2 separate regions of the Rattus norvegicus genome follow, and region 2 is linked to region 1. The links are chromatin contacts, called in public Hi-C maps. All regions are on one chromosome and are shown on one strand. Each heading gives the region's core, a stretch centred on a gene start, on an enhancer-like site or on the middle of the called end of the contact. The rest is flanking DNA. Distances are from core to core; before and after follow the strand shown. Region 1 overlaps Top2b (DNA topoisomerase II beta). Region 2 has its middle 25 kb from the start of Top2b.

Region 1 (6,346 bases), core at 886-3,385:
CTCTAGTTAGATATATATCTATTTACAATACTGATATCTTTTTGGTAAATTGTCTTTGTTTTTTGTCACAGGTTTTGTTTAAACTTAGTCTGTTTGTGTAATGTATCTATGGTTGCCTACATTCTTTGGATCCTGCTTGCATCAAGTATGCTTCCCCACCATCTCTCCTGAAGCACATGTGACCTTAGAACTAAAGTGTGTCTCTGTGGGCACCATGTAGTTGGACTAGAAAAATCAAATTAGCTAGTATATGTTTTAACAGACATTAAGTTCATCAATATTTAAGGCAGTCATTGATATGAAAGGACTTACTGTTGAGTTTTCTTCATAGCTTGTAACTCTTTTATTTTTTCCTTCTTGCTGTCTTCATCTATGGAGTTATGCTTTCAGTTCCTTCTCAACTTACACTTTGTCAATATTTTCTTTATGGTTATCGCAGTAATTACATAGATCAGCTTAATGAGATAACATTCAATTTTAAATTAATTTTAACTTGACCAATTGCTTATAAAAAAAGCTGTATACATACTTATGTCTACCACAGCTTATTAAACTAGAGAGTTTTATTAGGTTATCAGCAATTACTCAAAAGACAGACTAGAGCAACAATAAGATGATATGTAAAGTACTTAGAATAAAACATGGCAAGAAACTATAGCACAAATTATGTTTTCTTTTTAGCATTCCATATTATTTCACCTAGGTTTATAACAATCTTTATACTGTTAAACATTATACCATATTTTAATGCATGTTCCTACATTACTATTGGGACCTCTGTATTTGCCTTCCCAGGAAGGCTTATCTTTTTATATAGCTTTGCGTCAGCCCAAGGGTTGTCATCAGTGACTCTGCTCAGCTTTTGCATACTTTCTTCTTTACAACCTAAAGATGCCCAAAGTTATTTTAACCTTAAAATGTTCGCAGGGCGTTTACCAGCTATCGAGGTTACTAGGTTTTAATGTGTTATCCCACTTCTGTTTTTGCCTGTATCTGTTGAGCAACTGTTGATAAACTGATAAAGCTCTCTGGTACAAGATAATTGTTTTCTTGTTAATTGACAGTTACTGCTGTCAGGATTCTCTCCCTTGTGACTTCTTTTCCTATCAGGTTGGGAATTGAACTCATTGCTTCCTGGATGGGCCTATGGCTTATCCATGACTTTGACACTTTGATTATATATCTTAGCAGAGGTTTCTTAGGTTTGTGCTTGCTTGACTGTGAGCTTCTTAAATTTGTCCATTTCTCTCCTCATATTTGGAAAGTTCTTCTCATTTTTATTTTCTCCTTTGAAACATTTTGTAACATATTCTATTTGACTGATGAGAACCCACAAGTGAGTCAAGTTCTTTTAATTTTTCTTAATTCTTTCTATTTTGGTTACTTTGTCTTTGAAATATTTTTCTTTGTAGTTTCTTTTTTTTTTTTCTTGTGGTTGGCCAAGTCTAGTCTTTTTATACTTTAAGTTATTCTTTAGTTTTAGCAATAATGCTTGAGTCTTTTCATTTGTTATCTGTTTATCTCATTTTGTTTATTGTTTTGTTGATTTTTCTGGTTTAGTTGTGCATCTATACAGTTCCTCGAGCTTCCTCTTATCTCCATTTCTCCCTTCCATTTATCTTTTCTTTACCATTATTTTTTCCTTTTCTTTCTCGCCTGTCTTTTCCTGTTCCCTCTCATCCTGTCCCTTCCTATTCTTTCCCTCCACTCTTGTCTTCTTTCATTAAGACAAGATCCCTAGCCTAATCTGAACTTTATAGCAGTTCTCCTGCTTTAACTTCTCAAGTGCTAGCTAGGATCACAGATGGGAGCATCCATTTCCTTAGGCAATCCACAGAAATTGAAATTTATCCTTTGGAATGCTTTTGTGCTTCTCCTTTGCTTTGTGTTGCTTTCTGTCAGGGTTAGCTCTTAACAGTCTGGTTCTAGTCAGGGTTAGCTCTTAACAGTCTGGTTCTAGTCTGGTTAGTTTCTCCAGCTATTTAGTCCATTTAGAGTCAGGAGACATGGCAAACCATTTCTAGGGTTGTAACTTCACTGGACTTGTTCACTGAAGAGCTTTGTCTGTATCTTTATTTAGGGAATAGTCTGGCAACTCTGCCCTACTGGGTCCTCTCACACATTCTGTAATATGCCATGGTACTAGAGCTCCACCTAATGTCTATCCCTAGAACTGCAGACTCTGGGTGCTGGACCAGATCATTCTGATTTCCTTTGTTCTCAGTTGAGCAACCGATGCCAGTGCTTGCTTAGATTCAAGACAGCAATCAGTCCTTGTGGTAGCTCCTCTACTTTTTCTTTAGCGGTCTACTCAGGGAAAGAAGTCGCATTTCCTCCCAGTTCTGCCTTGCTCAGAAGGCTCCTGGGCTTGGATGAGGTTTTGGGTTTTTTTACCCAAGGGACAGGACCTCTTAAGCAGTTTCTAGATTTCTTACAAGGATGAATGGTTCATATATTACAGTTTAGTCTGTGTTTCGGTGGGGAAGGGGTTTGAAGTTTCCTAATCTTCAATCTTGTTGACATTACACTATGTCTTCTGATTCTTAAGGTCTCATCTTAGCAAGGATGACAATTCTTTTAACTTGATAGGACTTTGGGAGATTCATATCTCTTTTTCTCTTATAGTCATTTGGGAGTAGGTAGAAGGGGAGGGTGAGGTGGTAACCATTGGTTAAGAAGGTGCAGGAATGTTGTTAAACTGTTGAAAATGTTTTGAGGCAGGGCTTTATCCCTGTTGTCTATCTCCAGATGCCAATTTACTTTAGCAAAAACTCCTAAAGCAACTTTTGAAATCTAAATTATGTAGACACTAACTTCAGGTTGAGTCAATCTTGAAAATATTTTATTTTGATGTTTGTTTTAGAGAAATAAACTTGATGGAAAGTTTTTTCCCTGGGTGCTTGTTATCGGTTTGCAGTCTTTGTGCCAACAATCATGTACTTTCAGACGTCTTTCTAAGCTATTGATAGACGGTTACCTTCCTTTAGTTGGTAGGTCGCACATTCTAAAGTAGTTAGAGAATGATTTTAGTCATTATGATCTTTGTTCTAACTATTCTGAACCTGCAGAGGTTATTACTCCTCTATTTGCTGTGGTAAAATACCTGAGGAAAAACTTGAAGAGGACAGAGATTAGAGTTGGAGGGTTCAGTTTAGTTGACCAGAACAGTTTGTTTATGTTGTGGACCACCCAAAACGGTAGCTGCAGCTGCATGAGAAGGTTCGCAGTTGGGAGAAGTTGCTTAAAATCTGGACAAAATGGGGTTACTTTGGGCAGTTTAGAGGGGAAGACAAGGCGTGAGAGTGGCTCTAACTAAGGGACCAGGACGTACTGTGAGCTGGTCATATTACATATTACATGTGCATTCAGGAAGCGTAGAGATATCTGCTGGTGATTTCCTTTTAGTCTATTGACTTTACATATGCTTTTCACAGTCAGGGCAGCTCTTTTCCATTTTTGTTAGACTGTTCTTAAGACATCCTCACAGATGCGCCCACAAGGCTTGTCTTCTAGGTAATCTTACATCCTATCAAACTGACAATCCCATCACAGGGCCCATTTTTAAAATAGTTTATTTCTATAAACATTGAAATAGCAGAGAACATTATTAGTAATTTGGGAACTGGTACTTTAAAAGTACAGTTTATCTTTCTGGCCATTTAGTTTATCATCAGACTCTTGACAAAAATAGAATATGAAAACCTTATGGAATAATTATTTTCTTTTGTACAAAACTATTTTTAAGTGAATTAGCACTATTCATGGATAAGTGTATAAATGAAAGAAAATATGACTATAGCAAAAATCAGTAAAATTTGTATTTGAAACATTAAGTGCTATATATAAACATATAAATATATATACATATAAATATACATATAGATATATATATATAAAATATTCAAGACCTTGAGAAATTACACTTAATATTTGAATTCCCTGAGGTTTTTCTGTTACAAGTCTTATTTTGATATTGTTCTTTAGATTACTTGGAAAGCATACATTTTTATTTTGCAACATATATAATGACATTTTAAAGATGTAATTTAAGACATGGTGTTATGTTTATGTTAAGAAACTGAAAATAGGCCATTCTAATTTCTTTTATTAATAAGATACCATATTAATCAGCATTGGGGAATCTAGAAGGAAGTGCTCTCTCTGTTGCTGTGAGGAATTTGATTTGGTTCTCAGCTGTTGTAGGAGTGGTTACCATTACCATGATACTTAGCTCTATATCCTTGGAACTGGCAGAGGAATGATTCTGCAGGTGCTTTTGTATCGGGTCATCCTGAACTGAAACTGACATGATCTACTAAGATGAGCAACTTGAGGACTTTATAACTATTGTATTTATTAACTACGTAGACTGGTTTGTGTGACCCTCATAGCCATTCAGTTTTTATTCTGATTCTGTAACCTGACTGCAACCTAAGTCCTTTAGGAAATCTTGCGGAACACAAAACAGTACCTTAATATCTTAGAGAGGTGGCTCCTGCTCTCCTAATCCTGATTATTTTATAATAACCAGGCTGGCTAAGTGCTAGTAGTAGTTAACAGTGGCCTTTAGAACTTGGACATTGGTGAGACTGAAAGATGGGTACCATGTCATGTGTCCATACACATTTTTGTTTGCCTCTTGCTTTAGGATATTTAAATTTGATTTTTTGGTTAATTTGGACTCTTTTTTTTTTTTTATCAGAACAATGCTGCAAAAAAGGAAGAGTTGGAGACAGCGAACAAAAATGATTCTTCCAAGAAGTTGTCTGTTGAGAGAGTGTACCAGAAGAAGACCCAACTGGAGCATATTCTCCTTCGTCCTGATACATACATTGGATCAGTGGAACCACTGACACAGGTAATTACTTGCTAAAATTGATTGAGATTAGGGGATATGCATATCTTCTTTTTAAATATCTTAATAAAGTTATGGTTATTAGTTCGTAAGTGTGTGACCTCATGTTTGTTTATGTCATGATTAAGAAGGACAGAGGAGCTAAGATACAGCTCATAATGCACAGGACTCCGGGCCTGAAACTCATACCAAAAGAAAAACAAACAAACAAAAACCAAAATGAACTTTGAGAGAGACCTCAGAGAAATGGAAATCTGTTCATCACTTTATGGAGATAAGGACATCAGAATACAGAAGTGTAGAATAAAACGATGCCTTAAGAATTTGTTAAAAGTTCAACATAGTGTATACTGTGGTTTACATTAGTGATGCCTTATAGAACTGATTTACTTATGTTTACTGTGCTCTTGGCTTACGTATACCCTGCTTGACTTAACAGTTTTGGGAAGTTCAAAATCAGGCTTTTATTGGTTTACCCTGCTAATTTTTTTTCTATAGAAGAAGCATAAATTATGAAGTGAGAGTATAAAGTAAATAGCTTTTTTAAAAAATAATTTTAAACATTACATAGTATTATTTCTAATGATTCATAGTTCTTGACAGAAAACAGAGATTTCTGGGCCTTAGGAATTTGATCTGGGGTCCCCATCTGCTGTAGAAGTGTTAGAATTAGGACTCCTAACCTCTGCTTTATGAAACTGTCAGAGAAAATGAAGTCAGAGGTGTTTTGCTGGACACTGGGGATCGAACCCAGGGCCTTACCCATGGCTCAGCACAAACTGTTACTGGGTTAGAGCCTCATGTTAAAGCTGACCTTATGTGTGAATAAAATACAAACAGTGCAACTTGTACAACTTTTCAATTTTAGTTACTTAAGTTCATTGTGAGACTATGACCTTACCTTTAGCTTTACTCTGAATGCCTGTTTTAAATAGAGTAACCGACAATATGGATTGTTTGGTTCTGTTTGTTTGTATTTAATTTTGTTTTGTTTTGTCTGTCTGTTTTTTGAGACTGGGTTTTACTTTGTAGTTCTGACTAACGTTAATTTACATGTAGGCCAGACTGACCTCAGTTGTGGCAGCTCTCTCTTCTCTGAGTGTGAAGATTACAGATGTACATGCACCACCATACCTTGTGGACAATGCAGGTTTCTGCTGTGTAAAATCGGAGTTAGGAGTTCATGCTGTAAAACTGTTTTCGAATCCTTCTCTTAACACAGTTAATGTGGGTGTATGACGAAGATGTAGGCATGAACTGCAGAGAGGTTACCTTTGTTCCGGGCTTATACAAGATCTTTGATGAAATTTTGGGTGAGTACTTACTTAGCATGTATTTGTGCATGTATTTCTATCAGTGTATTGACCATGTACATACTAAGTAAGTTTTGCAGTGTAATTTTATAAAGTATTTTGCTGGCTTTTATTTTACTATATATGCTAGTATATGAAATACCAATAATTTATTGTATATAGATAATATTAACATAAA
Region 2 (7,227 bases), core at 311-2,810, 41 kb before region 1:
ACCCAGAGCTGAGTAGTGCTGCCTGCTGTGCCGGGGAAGAGGAGGCATTCAGTTCTTCATCATTCGGCAAGAGGCCTTTTGTGTAGGGATACGGGTTCTCTTCCTGCCCACCAGGACCTCCCAGAAGTTTCTACATCTAGAGGGACTTCTTCGACACCAGGGAAGGGTGGCCTCTGAGATTCCCCTAGAACGTTAGGTTTGCTCACACACAGCCGTTTTGGTTGATGGCATCCTAGTTGACTACTGACAGGAGCGATGGCACCCTGGTATCCTCCGTGCAGCAGATGTTAAAGCATCGTTCCAGGGTTTAGTGATGGTCCGTGAGGTTGCTGTCTTGAAAGAGGCCATGGACCAAGCTTTGCAGCTTAGGTCTGGGAGAGTCCAGCACCACCGAAACAGCACTCAGGCTGGGCATTGAGAACGTGGTGGCGGTAGACGCTGGGGTGCTGCAGGGCAGACCCTGGGGTGCTGCAGGGCAGACGCTGGGGTGCTGCAGGGCAGACGCTGGGGTGCTGCAGGGCAGACGCTGGGGTACTGCAGGTCCACGGGGCTGCCTTTGTGCCCTACACTAGCCAATCTTCAGTCTCTCCTTCCGACCTGACCTCATCTCGTGGCTACCTTTCGCAATGTAATAGCTTAGACCACGAGTTTTCGCCGAAGCCAAAGCTTAGGAGGTCGTCAGAGAGCGTCCGTCAGGCAGCTACTGCCTTACTGCAACCTCTGACCTTCTAGCCCTGTAAATGGACTTGAAAAGGGCTTTGATTCGTGACTTTGTTTTGTTCTCTAACAGTGAAAATTTTGCGAACCGGTTTCCACATTTGAACACGTATTTGCTTTACCTGAGTCTGTGTTCCTGGGCCATAGTAACTCATATCTGGCTCCAGAGTGGACTCTTTTGTCCCTTATGAGATGAGAACCGCGTTTTACTCTGGCGATGTCAACTGGTGCTTAGGGTTCAGGCACAGCAAGCACTCCTCCCTCCCTTCTCCCCTTGTAGGGTATCACAGTGCTTTAAGAACAGAGCCTTGGGCTGGACGTGGTGATATGACCCATGAAATCTCAGCAATCTGGAGGCTGAGGCAGGAGGATTGCCACAAATTCAAGACCAGCCTTACTACAATATGAGATTTTTATCAACGGAGGAGGAGAAATGGGAGGGGGGTAAGAAGGGGAGAAGAATAGGGGGAGGGGAAGGGAAGAGGAGAAGGAAAGAACAGAGCCTACAAACACAAAATGAAGTTGAGGTTTTAAGAACTCGGACCATGAACGAGTTTTATTACTTTTCTTCAAACCTTGATAAATCACTGGGTTTCTCTCCCAATAGCCAAGCAGCTAATAGCTTTGTGGAACAGCTCGCTCCAAAGGGAAGTTCGCATTAGTTGGAGCACTTCATTCAACCTCAGGGATTTACAGACAGGGCCGCGCTCCAGTTGGCCTTAGTTTTTCTGACGTCCTTTATTGGCCTCATAAAAACTCGCTTGGATATGAATCTTCCCGGAGCTCAATTCCGCTCTGTTTTGCATTCCTGCTGGTCCCCGGGGAGTGCTCCAGCTTGGCGCTGGTCAGTCTGGCGTGCAGCTGGAAGAGGAATGTGGCTTATGGGAGGAGGGGCTTGTCTGCTGGCTGGCTGGCTGGCTGGCTGGCTGGCTGGCTGGCTGGCTGGCTGGCTGGCTGAAGCCTGTGTCTCAGGCTACCTAGGGTTTTGTATGAGTCTGGAGTTTAACGTGCTCCTTAGGAGTTCTCGGGAGAGTCCCCGGGAGCTGACTTTGTGGGGTGCTTGCGTTGTTCAGTTCGGAGCGAGTTACAGGGACAACGCATTTCGGAAACACCTTCTACCTTTTCCCTCCCCCTTCGTTGTTCTCGCCTCCAGTGGGAGTTTTACTTTCGTTGAAGAATGTACACTTCCATTTTAGTTAATGCGTCTGCCAGACCTCAGCCTAGACTCACAAATCTTCCAGAGTCCCTTGGCCCCGTGCTGCCTGCCAGTCAACCGGTTGCTGTAGGAAGCCCAGGGGGGCCTCTCTCCTGCCCTCTGCTTCCCTTTGTCAGCTGGAAGCCTTCTCTTTGCCTGAGTTACCAGCTGGCCCTCCCCACCTTCTCAACAACCCCTACCCTTAATTCCAGCTCCTCCCATTTAGTGGAATCCCGCGTGCCGTCGCCCCGCCCCCCTTTGGGGTGTGTGTGTGTGTGAAATTTGTCTAAGTCTTTTCTCAACTCTGTTTCTGTGTGCGGTCAAGGACCAGATTCCTTGCTGTGGGAACTCGAAACGGAAGAACTGGCAAGCCAGTCTACTGTATCTTCCTAGAGTCCATGTTCCCAGGGCCCAGAGCAGCCAAGGTTGCAGGAAGCTTCCCAGTGCCTTGTGCCTTGGCCAGCAGCGGCTTCTGGCTCTCCCCAGCGGGATGCAGAAGACAAAGTTTCAGGATGGAACACACACCTTCACTATTAGGCAACATTAAGATTCCAGCCATCGGCTGGCTGCCGCGGACAAAGAAGAGTTCTTCAGGTAGATAATGCCTGGGTGTGCTATTTTCTTTATATGCACCGAGTTGTTTTAAAGTTTCCAGAATAACCAGTTTCCCTGGAGAATGCACAGGCCCAAACTTCCCAAAGCTTCTATCTCATGCCACACACACTAGGTGAGCAATTCCAGTTACTAATTAAGGTATTAATTATCCGGAATGTATACCTGTGGGGAGGAGCCGCTAAGAAATCACTGATTTCCCTTGCAACTGATATAAAATGAATGTCCAAATAAGACCCTGACGTTTAGGTGGTGAAGCAGGAAGTGGAATTGGGCCTTCCGGCTGGGGAACAAGCTTTGCCCACTCCAGGACTCACACTTCTGCACGGGCCTCAGCCTGCGCCTTGGATGTGAAACACACATAGCCCAGACCTGGTCAGCTTGCAAGCCTCGCCACTCCCTTTATAAAATGACCGCTCTGGTGTGGTTTTGCCCTCCTATGAGTTGTCAGAAAGCCTGCTGCAACCTGGGAGAGAGAAGACTCCTGGCCCACAAGCCATGGCAAAATTTACCTTAAGACCTCTGTCACTTGGATTCTAGAAAAAATTTAAATATTGCCATTATTTTCTACATTTGGAAATTTCATTTTAAAACTACAATTATACTATATATACTGCCAGCAATTGTCCTTGAGAATAGTAGTTCTGGGCTAGCATAGTGGTGCAGGATGAGTAGGATTCACCTTCAAGGCCAGCCTGGGCAAAAACGAAAACGACAAAACAAAAGTAGAATATAAAAATTGCCGTAGAAAACTACTATTGCCATTAAGCTCCATTTAAAAATAATTATTTAAAGGTAATGGAAGTTGCCAGGGTTCCAGGAAGGAAGGACCTGTGGGTGAGCTGGGGACATAAGCTGGAGCATCAAGTCAGAGCGTGTTCCTTGTTCAAAACTCAAGTGCTCTATTATTAGCTGTAACGCCAGTTCCTCAGAGGATGCTGGCACCTTTACTTGGCATCCGCTGCCTCCCAGGCCTCACCCTTCACCATCTCTGTTACTCTGAATTACTCCCCATGCTTCTGGGACCATGACTGAAGCCCCACGCCCTGGCCTTGCTTGCTTTTTCCATATTCTGGAACACCTAGTCTTACCCGCCCCCAACACACACACACACACACACACACACACACACACACACACACACACACACACTAAGCCTCCCTCTCCTTCAGGTCTGTACTCAAGGGGCAACTTTCAAAGAGGGAGCTTTTCTTACTCCCTCTCACGGCCCCAGTACTCGCCCTGCTAACTATTTGTTAGCCATTGTCTCACCCTTGCCCCCAGAGGTAGGCATACATTCCTGTGTCCAGCCCCAGCAGCTGGAGCAGCTCAGTACACAGTGTACTTGGCCTGGGACTTGTGGCAATGAGAGAAGCTGTGTGCCAGCTCCTTGGCCATGTGGGGGGTACCCAAGAGGCTGGGCAGGGACTGGGGTCAGCTGTGGGGGTACCCATGAGGTTGGGCAGGAGCTGGGGCTCAGCTAAATCTACCATAAAAATAGAGGAGTTCAGGGACCCAGGAGGTAATGGCAGCCTTGACATGTAGAGGAAATGAGCTTGTGAAGGAGATGTGGGAAGAACATGAGGTTAAGAAAGCGCCCTGATGTGATCTACAGAGAAGATCCCGGGGTTGGGGATTTAGCTCAGTGGTAGAGCGCTTGCCTAGGAAGCGCAAGGCCCTGGGTTCGGTCCCCAGCTCCGGAAAAAAAAAAGAACACCCCCCCCAAAAAAAGAAGATCCCATTGACAGAGCCAGTGTCAGAGTCCCCGGAATGCTGACACAGAACCCCAGGAGGTTGACTGAATCAGGGAGAGAAAGTGAGAGCAGACGTGGTCCAGAGGGCAGAATTGGTGGAGGCCCTAGTGTTGGTGTATTCAAATGAAAAGGATATTACAGAATTTCCAGGTGAAACAAAAGCTTGAGACAGGTAGTGGGGGATCAACATAGACTTGTGGGTCAGAGAAAGCCATGTTGCTGAGAATCAGGGACTGAGTGGATATGGCTAAAAGAAACTATGGACCGCCCTGCTGGAGGTTCTTGATGGCTCTAAATGTATTTAATTTTTCCAGAAAAAAAAAAGGCAGGGTTATTAGTTGAAGAGATAGGATGCAAAAATGAACTTCCAAACAAGGGGCCGTTGGCAGATAAGACCAGTCAAGGCTATTCTGTAAAGCATATCATATGCTCCCCATGGCCAGACCTCAGGCCATGGGACAGGTGCCTCCTGCTGCACTTGGAGACCCTTGGTCCTTTGTGTTTGATGTTAAGGTCACCTGGTCTCAACCTGCAGGGGCGACACCTGCAAAACTGGCCAATGCTGGGTTCCCATTGCAGACCTGGACTGCTGTCCATCTGACTGTCCATCCTTCCTCCCGGTTCCTAGGCACACTGATGCTGAGTTCTTTGCTGTTTTACTGAAGACTTGGGATGGAGTCATACCCAGAGTGCTACCAGCTGTGCAGTTTTAAAAGGGAAAGGCGGGAAGGAGGAGGGAGGCTGAGAGGAGTGGGGGCAAGGCTCTCAGCCTGAGCAGGATGGAGACAGTGTAAGGATCAGGTAAGTCCAAGTTATCAGAGCTGCTTGACAGAGACAGATCCACAGATCGAATGGAGCTCGTTTGTAGGGGTCCTGCTAGAAACATCCACAAGAAATTAGAAGACAGTGAACTTGGTGTTTATTTCTCTTGAACCCACAGGAAAGGGGTGCATTGAAACTCTTCTATCCCCTTTCCTTTCAACTTCAATAGATCTTTCTGTCATCTTTGCACTGGATGTGAACTTTCCACAGGGTGGAGCTTTTGTGCTGAGCTTTAGACAGCGTCACTCACACAGGAAGCTGAGCCCAGCCACACACCGAAGCGCATCAGCAAAGGCCATAGTGATAGTCCTCGGCAAGGCAAAGGAAGCCTTTCACCTTTCAGACGTTTTCCCCTCGACTCCGATAGCCCCGCTCTCTTAGAAGCAACCCTGTTATGATGGGCTCCGATTAGACAGCATCCTAGAGACACACCTGTGCCACTCACTAATTATGCCTCTGTGGATTGCTGTGGACAACCTTCGGAAAGTGGCTCTGTGATAGGGTGGTGGGCAGATGGGAGTGAGACTCTATTCAGAGAGCAATGAGAGCAGAGACTTATGTTCCGTTACCAATATTGAGACCGCACCCTAGGGCCTAATGCAGACCTAGTGCATACCAAGTCTTATTAGAACACCTAGCAACATGCTCGCTGACCACTGGATGAGTGAGTGCTCAAACTCCAGGCACTCTGAAAAGTCAAACAAAAATAATTAAATGTCTTCCCCCCAATCCCTCAAAAGGTTTTCAGAGTTTTTAAATTTAGGAATAATTGAAAAATTAATTTTCATTTAATGTTAATTCTAGCTCTGTCTTTAATATATATATATGTGTGTGTATGTTTATGTGTATACATATATACCCTGAATATATATTTATTTAATATATGTTATATTTATATAAATAAGAATATTTTATTTAATATGTATTTTAAATAAATATTTACATACGTAAATGTAGGAATTTACTGCTATGAACAGATACCATGACCAAGGTAAGTCTTATAAATGACATTTAATTAGGGCTGGCTTACAGGTTCAGAGGTTCAGTCCATTATCATCAAGGTAGGAGCATGGCAGCATGGAGGCAGGCATGGTGCAGGAGGAGCTTCGAGTTCTGTATCTTCATCTGAAGGAAGTCAGGAACAGACTGAGCATCCTCAAGAAGCTAGGAGGAGGGTCTCCAAGCCCACCCCCACAGTGACACACTTCCTCCAACAAGGCCACACCTTCTAAGAGTGACACTCCCTGAAAGGAGCATATGCAAACCATCACAACATACATATTTAATAAGTACATATATATATACACATATACACACATACACACATACACACATAAACATACTCACACATACACACACATATATACACACAAACACACACATACACACATAAACACACAGACACACATACACACATAAACACACAAACACACATATACACATATACACACATGCACACAATACACACATACACACACATACACAATACACAATACACACACACATACATACATACATACATACATATACACATACATACACACATTCACACATTCATACATACACAGACATACACAATACACACATATATACACATATACATACATACACACATTCACACATTCACACACATGCATACACATACACACGCACACATGCACATAGACACATAAACACATACACACATGCATACATGCACACACACATACACACATGCATACATGTACACACATACACACATGCATGCATGTACACACATACACATAAACACACACATACACACATGCATGCATGTACACACATACACATAAATACACACATACACACATGCATGCATGTACACACATACACATAAACACACACATACACACATGCATGCATGTACACACATACACATAAACACACACATACACACATGCATGCATGTACACACATACACATAAACACACACATACACACATGCATACACACACACATACACACATAAACACATACACACACATACACACATACATATAGACACATACATATACACCTGAGGTGGCTCAGTAGGTAAAGGTACTTGTTGCCAAGCCCGAGAACCTGAATTTCTAGAAGCCACATGGTGGAAAGGGAAGACCAACTCCA

The links. Hi-C and Micro-C count contacts between places; a contact is called where the count stands out from the background.
Region 2: a Hi-C map of psoas muscle shows a contact between it and region 1, with 1.6 times the contacts expected there. The contact joins two enhancer-like sites. A contact is called at or near these places in 9 of 12 Hi-C or Micro-C datasets (the A7r5 cell line, Schwann cells, hepatocytes and 4 more).

Annotation. Positions count from the first base shown.
Region 1 is chr15:11,524,005-11,530,350 of GRCr8, reverse strand. It overlaps Top2b (DNA topoisomerase II beta), which reads left to right. Exons shown (of 36, transcript NM_001100858.2): 2 at 4,703-4,858; 3 at 6,078-6,168. Among named protein-coding and RNA genes, the nearest start is that of Top2b, 15 kb to the left of the region's middle. Within about 2 kb of position 2,135, at least 2 of the 93 cell types and tissues checked have an H3K27ac peak or open chromatin away from gene starts, as enhancers often do.
Region 2 is chr15:11,563,889-11,571,115 of GRCr8, reverse strand. No RefSeq gene overlaps it. Among named protein-coding and RNA genes, the nearest start is that of Top2b, 25 kb to the right of the region's middle. Within about 2 kb of position 1,560, at least 50 of the 93 cell types and tissues checked have an H3K27ac peak or open chromatin away from gene starts, as enhancers often do.